2 separate regions of the Mus musculus genome follow, and region 2 is linked to region 1. A link is a contact called in public HiChIP or PLAC-seq data. All regions are on one chromosome and are shown on one strand. Each heading gives the region's core, a stretch centred on a gene start, on an enhancer-like site or on the middle of the called end of the contact. The rest is flanking DNA. Distances are from core to core; before and after follow the strand shown.

What was found. HiChIP or PLAC-seq counts read pairs in DNA pulled down with a chosen protein or histone mark.
Region 2: a FOXA1 HiChIP or PLAC-seq map of pancreatic cancer cells shows a contact between it and region 1. The contact joins two enhancer-like sites. A contact is called at or near these places in 1 of 115 datasets of contacts at active chromatin or transcription factors (pancreatic cancer cells) and 1 of 9 other capture datasets (embryonic stem cells).

Annotation. Positions count from the first base shown.
Region 1 is chr1:90,222,383-90,227,128 of GRCm38.p6, forward strand. No RefSeq gene overlaps it. Among named protein-coding and RNA genes, the nearest start is that of Ackr3, 21 kb to the left of the region's middle. Within about 2 kb of position 3,424, at least 98 of the 459 cell types and tissues checked have an H3K27ac peak or open chromatin away from gene starts, as enhancers often do. A contact at or near this core is called in pancreatic cancer cells, where this site is marked.
Region 2 is chr1:90,934,339-90,938,614 of GRCm38.p6, forward strand. Mlph (melanophilin) reads left to right here. Exons shown (of 16, transcript NM_053015.3): 8 at 975-1,114; 9 at 3,316-3,399. Among named protein-coding and RNA genes, the nearest start is that of Prlh, 17 kb to the right of the region's middle. Within about 2 kb of position 2,868, at least 7 of the 459 cell types and tissues checked have an H3K27ac peak or open chromatin away from gene starts, as enhancers often do. A contact at or near this core is called in pancreatic cancer cells, where this site is marked.

The DNA of each region.
Region 1 (4,746 bases), core at 2,174-4,673:
AGTTATCTTTTCATTCCTTTCCACGGGGCCGTAATCAATAGGAAGAAAGCATTAAAGGTTCCCCCCACCGTCACATTTCTCAGGGTCCTTGTTGAAAGTGCAGGCTGCGTTCTGCAATGTGCTGTAATGAGAATTTGAATTTCGTGTGGCGCGTGAAGTGTAAATGAAAAATCGCCAGTCGCCCAGCTGTGCAGCCCGAGAAATGTCTTTGCTGACGATTTATTCTGCACTTGTTCCTGTTCATTCATTCATCCGTCCATACATTCGCTCATTCAATCATTAGTTGGACAGGCTTTATGGCACACCACTGTTGGCTGCACAATGAGCATGTCTTTTAAAGAGCAGCAATGGAACCACTGCGGTTCCTTTAGAGATGCTCTCAGCCTGCAGTGGTGATGGGCAATGAGACTTGGCGAGCGCATCAAGGCGAGGGGCATCCTGGAGTCTTAGCGGAGAGGAAGGCGTGGTCCTTTAGATCAGAGAAACAGGGAAGGCTTACAGAGAAGGAATCCTGCTGATGGCCAGAACTGCAGGGCAGGCCCAGGGACAAAGCTTGGACCTTAAGCCTCAGCTCCCAGGATGCCGTCACTTTTAACTGTTCTTTTGGGGGAAAGTGAAGGGGTCTGTCTGAAGAGAACTAATGAATACTAAGACTGTCAGTTCCTGTGTGGTGGCTTATCCTTACACAGAATTCAAAGGTCACAGTGTTCCCTCTCTCTGGACAGAAAAAACGAAGCCCAGGATAGGAAAACGAAAGAGAACACAGAGAAGCCTGAGGCTTCCTGGGTGGATGGTTTCAGCCCTGCACATCCTGGGACTTTGTCCTCCTGGCTCCTTATGAAGTAGGGATGTGCCCAAAGTTCATGGTTCCATGGGAATCCAAACTTGCCTTGCCTTGGCTGATATCTTTAATTCCCCTAGAGTTTCAAGACAGCTATGGTTTCTCATTCAGTAAAGCCCCTCTGATGAGGTCAGTGTTCCACATATGTTGTTCCTTGAGTCTGTTATGTTTGCACTGGCATCTGAGGTGTGGGCTGCGGTGGGGGAAGCAGAGAAAGGCATAAGACGGTGGCTCCTTGGTTACTCTCTCAGGATGGGGACAGCGTTAAAGCCGTTTCAAAGGGGATAGTGTAGCTTCTTACTTGTATGTGTGTGTGTGTGTGTGTGTGTGTGTGTGTGTGTGATGTTATATGTATATTGTGTGTATGGTATATGTGGGGTGTGAGTATACATGAACCTAGTACTGTGTTATGTATAACTAATATGTATGGTGTTTACGTGGACTGTTGCATGAGGATTGTATATGTATGAGAAGTGTTTGCATGTGTCTTAGTTAGGGTTTTACTGCTATGAACAGACACCATGACCAAGGCAACTCTTATAAAAACATTTATTTGGGGCTGGCTTACAGGTTCAGAGGTTCAGTCTGTTATCATCAAGTCAGGAACATGGCAGCATCCAGGCAGGCATGGTGCAGGTGGAGCTGAGAGTTCTACATCTTCATCTGAAGGCTGCTAACAGAATACTGGCTTTCAGGCAGCTAGGATGAGGGTCTTAAAGCCTACCCCCACAGTGACACACCTACTCGAACAAGGTCACACCTCCAAATAGTGCCACTCCGTGGGGTCAGGTATATATACACATATATACTAGCATGTAAATGCTGTATGGTGTGTTGTGTATGTATAGTCTCTATCCTGTGTATATAGTGTCTCCTGGCTGGCCTATTTTGTATGATGGTAAGCTCTGTGTGTATTGTCTTGTGTACATGGTGTGACGGAGCATGCTGTATGTATGACTCTGGTGTCCTGCTTTGACAGATGTCCTGGCTCTGAGGCTGAGAGCCAGTGCAGGCCTGTACAACTCTAGCTTTGTGTTTCTTCAGGCTTCTGCTCTGCCAGGGAAGCTCACGCTGTCCAATCTGTCCTTGCAGGGGTCAGCATGATGCTAGTGACTGTCACAGTTGAGCTCCGTCCCCCTTCTTTCTCTGCTTGCTTTTCCCTTCTGTACCTTGTGAAACATACGGCAGAAGGAAGCATCACTTCCCTGGAAATACATGGCTACGCCCTATGCTTCACTGGTCATAGGAAATGGGCTGCCTCTGAGCTTAGCCATGCCACAGTGGATCCAGCTACTGCTGTACTGCAGTGTCCTGCTGACAAAAAGGGTCCTTCTTACTCTACCATCCACCGATTTGCATGTGCAATTTCTTCAGATGAGCTTACCTGAGATGGAAGACCCATGTGATCTCCCCCTGCCATGAGTCAGAGTAGTGGTTCTCAACAGGGCGTGGTTCTGCTCCCAGGGAATCCTTGACAAGGTCTGGAGATAGCTTGGGTGTTATACTTGGATGCTGCTGCTAACTAATATCCAGTAGCCAGAGGTCAGGGATGTGTCTAGACATCCTGTAGTACCCAGGGTGGTGCTTGCGGTAGTCTATGATCCAGTCCTAAATGTCCACAGTGCTGAGGCAAACCAACCCTAACTTGGAGGTGGTTCTTTTGTTTGCTGAGGATGCTGGCTGCATCCCTGAGTAGGCTGCCTGATCTGGGTGTGACTGTGGTTCCCGGAGCCCCTTGCCCTCCATTTCTGTTGAGGGACTATTTAGCCTTTCTTTCCTGGTGCTCTCAGACATTTTCCCATCCTCCTCTTCTGTGCCTTAGGTGGAAGGAGTGACTTCAGCCACTGCCTTCTACCACTATACTTTGTAGTTTTTTTTGGGTTTTTTTCTTTTTCTTTTTCTTTTTCTTTTTTTCTTTTGTCACAGCCTGAGAGGTCCTCTTCCCTCTCTACTGTGTTCAGTGTCTCTGGCAGGCTCATCTCATCTCTGTAGCCCCAGTTCCCATGGCAGTGCCTGCTTGTAGCTCCTTTTGGCTACTTAGCTTTGGGTCCTTCCCTAGCTGAGATACACCAACATTGGAGGCAGCTGCTGCTTCCCTGAAGCTGAGCTCTGGGCTTCCTTTTGATGGCTTTCCAAGACCCCTGATACCCTTAGGAAGGTCCCCCTCCCCCACCCCCCACACACACCTCCCTATCCCCACCCTGCACCATATTCTCTTTCCTGAGTGATTATCAGGAATTCTTCTCTTGCCTGGACCTTGAGACAGCCAACCCCTTCTCTGGACCTCACACAACCCCTCCCAACAGACAGGCAGTCAGGGGCCACTTCTCCTCCCCTCTCTCTGGTGTCTAACATTTCTCTCTTTCCTCTTTGTTGTCAGTCCTAATACTTGACACAAGCAGAGGCCGAACTTTAAATTATCCCATGTTCTATGAGAACAGTCTTGGGTCCCCAGATACTTCCTCTCTATCGTCAGGGCTGGCATCTTGCCTGGGTGATGCCCATGGGCTACAGTGCTAGCAGAGGCCAGGGCTCCTCAAGCTCGCCCAAAGTGTTCAAGGAGGAAACATGTCCGGCAGCCTGTGGAAGGAAGACCAGTGAGTCACTGGTGTGGAATTCATGCTCAGGCCCTGAGTGCTGACTGAGTAATTAGGTGTGGTTGCTGGTGGCCTGCCTCTAAACCGACTTAATCAATTCATCACTTCTTCTTTGCCCCAGCTAGTCTTACTGTGTGGACCCCAGGCATTCATCTTCCTGGTGAGAGTCTGGGTGGGGAAAGATAAATCACGTTTGAGATCAGCTAAGTCATCGCCTGCCTTTGTGGCCAAACCTGAAAGCCAGGTCCCGGCTCTCATTTCTCAACCATCAGACTGTGAGATACCATTGAGACAAACTAGCCGTGAGTGACTTCATTAAGTCTGGCCAGCAAGAGTGTTGGGATGGCTCCTGAGGTGAGGTACTTCAGCAGAGGTTGCCTCTAAGTGACCCCTGCCCCTTGCTTGGAAAAGCATGCTTGGAAGTCAGATATGGTTGAGAAACCCTGCATTGCATTGTGGGAAATTCACAATGCATCCCAGGATCTGAGAAGTCCTGAAGGATCCTTCCAACCGTCAGTGGTAACTCTGAATTCACGCATTCCAGCGGGGAGACTTAACTGGAAGATTCCAAAACACCATGGGTTTCTGGGGCTGCTCCCATGGGGCTTTGTTTTAGGGGCTACAGGGTGGGCCCCACTGTTCATATTCTCTCAAAATTTTCCAGGGACTGGATACAATTCAGGTTAAGGGGCAAAGGGAGATGGCTCAGTTGGTAAGGTCAAACTCAAAGGCCCGAGTCTCCATTCTCCATGTCCAGTACCCACATTAACAACAACATCAAACAAGAGAAGGAGGAAGAGGAGGAAGAGGAGGAAGAGGAGGAAGAAGAGGAGGAAGAGGAGGAGTGAGTCTGTCATCCCAGTGCTGGGAGGCAGCCAGTTTAGCCAATATGTGAGTTCCAGGTTCAGGGAGAGTGCCCGTGTTTAAAAAAAAAGTGAAAATGGATTGAAGAAAACACCTAAGACACCTGACATAAATCTCTGACCTACACATGGGCAAGTGTGTGTGCACGCACACATACTCACATACACACATACACACATACTCACATACACACACACCTCAGACATATATACACATATACACATGCACACACACTCACACTGGCATGCTCACACACATGCAGGAACACATTTACACTCATACACATTCTCATACTCGAATGCACACATATATACATGCTAGCACTCATGCACATACATGTATGTACACACAGAGAGACACAAAAGCACGTACACACACACACACACACACAGAGAGAGAGAGAGAGAGAGAGAGAGAGAGAGAGAGAGAGACTTGGGCACCACA
Region 2 (4,276 bases), core at 1,618-4,117, 710 kb after region 1:
CCTAGACGGAGAGTGGTGGAGGGGTTGTTACGACAGTGAACGTAAAGCAAGGAGTGTCAGAGTGTGGCCAGCTCTTCTCTGGATGGAGCAAGGGCATAATGCTAGGGAGTACCAGCAGGTCATATGGCTTCTCTGTCCCTCCTCATTCTTGCTAGGACGGGCAGCCATTTCTAGCTCACCCCAACGTTGTAGGGACTAAATGAGATGGTCACATCTGTTGACAAATATGACCAACTTAGCATCTTAAAGCAACTTAACAACTCCTAAGGAGTCAGAGCATGGGCTGGGTTTGGATATATTTGGCAGAGGGTCTCCTAGGCTCTGTTGGAAGGGGTGTAATGTCACTCGGGCAGTTTCTGGGCAGGATTCATAATGCAGGGTGGGACCTGATGAGCATCAGACACAGGACATGGTGTGTGCCTTGAAATTTCTGGAGGGGAGTTGTCGTATACTTCCTTCCTGGCCTCTCTGTTATTGCTCGAGGTACCATTTGGGCCAAGCAGAGGTAGTGGGTAATTATGGGTGAGGACACAATATGATGGGGTCACCTCCTGCTAGGGCTCAGAATAGTTATTCAAGCCACACTGCAAGGGTCTCTCACCACAAAACTCTGTGAACAAGAAAGAACCCTCAGTGGCCACATGGGTGTGTGTGGAAAGGGTTTGGAAAGCTACCTCCATTAGTGGAAAGGCCATGCTAGGGCCCTGTGCCCTACACACGTGTGCAATCTGGCCATGTTTGCAATTTAGACTTTAGAATTATATTACACCTACCCATTGTCAACTTCTCAAGCTCTATGCCACCATCCCATCCAGGGTGGGAGGGGCCTCTTTCCTGGAGGTGTGTGGTGTGGGAACCTGTGACCACACACACCCTAATGGAACATGGCTATGGCTAACTTTGCTTCCCTGGGGCAGACATGTTCCTAAGCTCTTGATGCTTCACTCCAATTCAAACCCTGTCTTTCTCCAAAGGAACAGACGATGTCAGGGGCAAACATCTGCCCTCACAGTACCTGGCTGATGTAGACACCTCTGATGAAGACAGTATCCAGGGTCCCAGGGCAGCCTCCCAGCATAGCAAGAGGAGGGCCCGGACTGTGCCTGAGACTCAGGTAAGGAGGTTTGGGAGAAGTCTATCTGTGTGGATGGACTCTCTCTCTCTCTCTCTCTCTCTCTCTCTCTCTCTCTCTCTCTCTCTCTCTCTCTCTCTCCAGGTCAGTTTAAAGAAACTGAAGCTTTTAGCACTTTTAGACAAGAAATAGCCTGTAGCATAGGGATGCTTTATTGGAGTGAATTTGAATAACATAAAGGTTAAGACTGGCAGAGCCTCAAAATGTTAAGAGGTGGTGAGGAAAAAGAAAAGAACCATGCCTATGGCTAATCAGACGGCCTGAGAGACGGTCGAAGGAGCTCAAGTTCAAAGCCGGCTGAGGCTTCATATCCAGAATCTGTCTCTAAGAAGTAAAACTATAGCACCCACCTGGTTCTTCTGTGATCATACACAGAGTGATGGTGAATTCTGATTATACACTCACCAAGATTGAAAGCAGAGCCCCCAAGAGACAGCCATGCAATCTGTATGTTTTAGCCAGAGAAGAACCTCATGTGCTCTGTTTTTAAGACAAAAGAGAGTTCCAAAAAATTTAACTAATTAACTAATGAATCAATTAAGAGAGACAGAGACAGAGACAGAGAGATTTCCATGTTCAAACAAGGTTTGGGTCACACTCTGCTGACTCCTGCAGGGGATGGTGACACTTGTATTGGAAAAGAATGGATCCAGAGTTTGGAGCCTAGACAGGACTTAATTAACCTGCCATGATGGTTTACATACATATGAAATGGATAGAGAAATTCTGAAGGGAGAGTCTGGGGAAAATCCCACCCAGGGCCTCTGAGTCACACATGTAGGGTGAGCTTTTGAAAGCTGAGCCCTTGGATGTATGAGACAAGCTCTCTCTGTTTAGCTCAGTCTGGTCTGAAGCTTGCCATCCTCCTGCCTCAGCCTCTCAAGTCTAGGGACACAGTAGCCCTGCCATGCCCAGGTCTTTTATTTTCCACAGGGGAAATGAGGTTCCTTAGCTCCCTCCTGAGTTTGCCTCCATCTTGGAAACATGGGGGACTCCAGCCCTCCTTGAAACTGTGGCCCCTCAGGAGACCCTTTGTGCTGTGAACTTGTCTGCAAAGTACCAGAGGCTCCAGGCTCCAGACACCAGACAGATGCTGGAGTTGACTGTGTTCCTTGTGTGTCTTACTGGCCTGGTGGGCCTCACTTCTCCCTAGCTGCAGCCAGGGCCTCATCAGAAAGCCACGCCGAACCCTAAGCCAACAGCCCCGTCTATTATTTTGCTGGTCCCTCCCAGCCTCTGCCTTCCTCTTCGGCCCAGCTAGCCAGCCTCCTTAGTGGCTTCCCTTCTTGTTCACTCCATGTGGGGCTCACAATGACAGTATCGGCACTGGGTAGGCAATGGCTTTTCCTCTCTCTGAGCCCCCACCTCTACCTCACGGGTGAATAGACCAAGCCACATGCTGAGCAACCTACTGAGAATATCGATCAGTGTTACCACCACCTACAACAAATGGGCCAGGTCGTATGACCCCCAAGTCACGGCTGTCCACAGAGGGCAAGCATAGGCAGAGGGCTCAAAGACACCCATGTTGACATTTCCAGTGTGCCCGTCTTCCTTCACTCCAAGTTCTCAGTGCTGTGGTAATTACCCACCAACAATGGCAGCTTCCCGCCCCTGTAAGTGTCATTTCCCTCTCATAAGGCCGGGCAAGCGGTAAATGAGATAATGTAAGACAGAGAGGCTGCCTGCGAGGAGGCCTAGCGAAGAGGAATCGATTTTCCTGCCTCTGTCTGGGAGCTAATAGACTGGGTGACTCAAGAGTCTGGTGACTCAAAGGATTAGAAAGTTGTGCTCTGGGTCACAAGTGACCCAGGGCTTCTGCTACCTAATGACTTTGGTCACCGTGTCCTGCTTAATGCACATCTTCCTGTGCATTAAGTGACCTGGAGCCACCCGGTGACAGCCACAGTCAGTGCTTTCTGCCACTTAGTCTGGCTGGGTGTGTCTCACCTTTCCTACATGTTTTTCCCACCCCACCCCCACCCCACCCCACCCCCACTGACCTTCCCTCTTGCTTCCAGTACCCTTGGTGTCAGAAAGAGGTTGTTTACAGTTAACCTTCAGGGCTCTGTCATAGGTAATGGCCTTAGCTGGACTTCAGAGGAGGAAGACACTGTGCTGGTGGGGGTTACCGTGAGACCCTCCACTATAACCAGACCACTGCTCTTCTTCCTCTGCCGCAGATCTTGGAGTTGAACAAGCGAATGTCAGCTGTGGAGCACCTGCTAGTCCACCTGGAGAATACGGTTCTGCCACCCTCAGCCCAGGTAATCCCCTGGGCTAAGTGAGATGAGGCCACAGCCTTCCATTAAGGGAGGCTGAAGTCCCAAGTATGGCTTCAAGAGAAGAGTCTCAGAGATCTTGCAGATGGTTAGTGCACAGTGCTCCAAGGATGGGCAGGTGAGGTCTCCTGCATAGGCCATCCGCATAAAGCCATCCGTGCACAATAACAAGGTAATACAATGTGGTCATTTATGGGTAGATGAGAGGAATCCTCAGCCAGGTGGAGACATCACGGGTACTGAAACTGGACCAGCATCCCCAGCCTGCACTTCCTCACTGAAGAAATTCCTGACTGTCACTCCTCTTCCCCATCCCTAAGTTAAGCATAGCCCAGGACAGATGAGCAGCAGCCAGTCGCTAGTGGTCACATCGTTCTCGGTAGTTCCTTTCCAGCCCTCCATGATCCAACTTCATTTCAAGTCATAACGCCACTTACAGGTTCTGTGGCCTAAGTACATCATGTTGGAGAGTGGCTTCAGGCATCCAAGAAATGGCAGCTGTCTCATGTCCAAAGCCCACCTGAAATATGTATGTGGGCTTTCTTGGACTCCCCCCACCCTGACCAAAGCAAATAGCTATTCTGGGTCCTTCAAAAACCTCATCTAAGGCAAAGAGATGGGTTCCCACGCAGTCTGCCACCCTTGATCTGAACTTAAGAAGACTGGCCACGGACCGACCGAGGTACCACTGAGTCACCACATGCTGCAGCCTTCTCTATCCTCTGTCAGCAAAGTTCTGCAACTTGCCGCTGGCCTGTGAGGGGTTAGTCCCCGTTGCAAAAGTGACATGAGGATACAATGTGACACCTCAACCTTGTCCCCAGACTCACAATAACTTGAGGATAGGAGGGTCCTTGTTGCT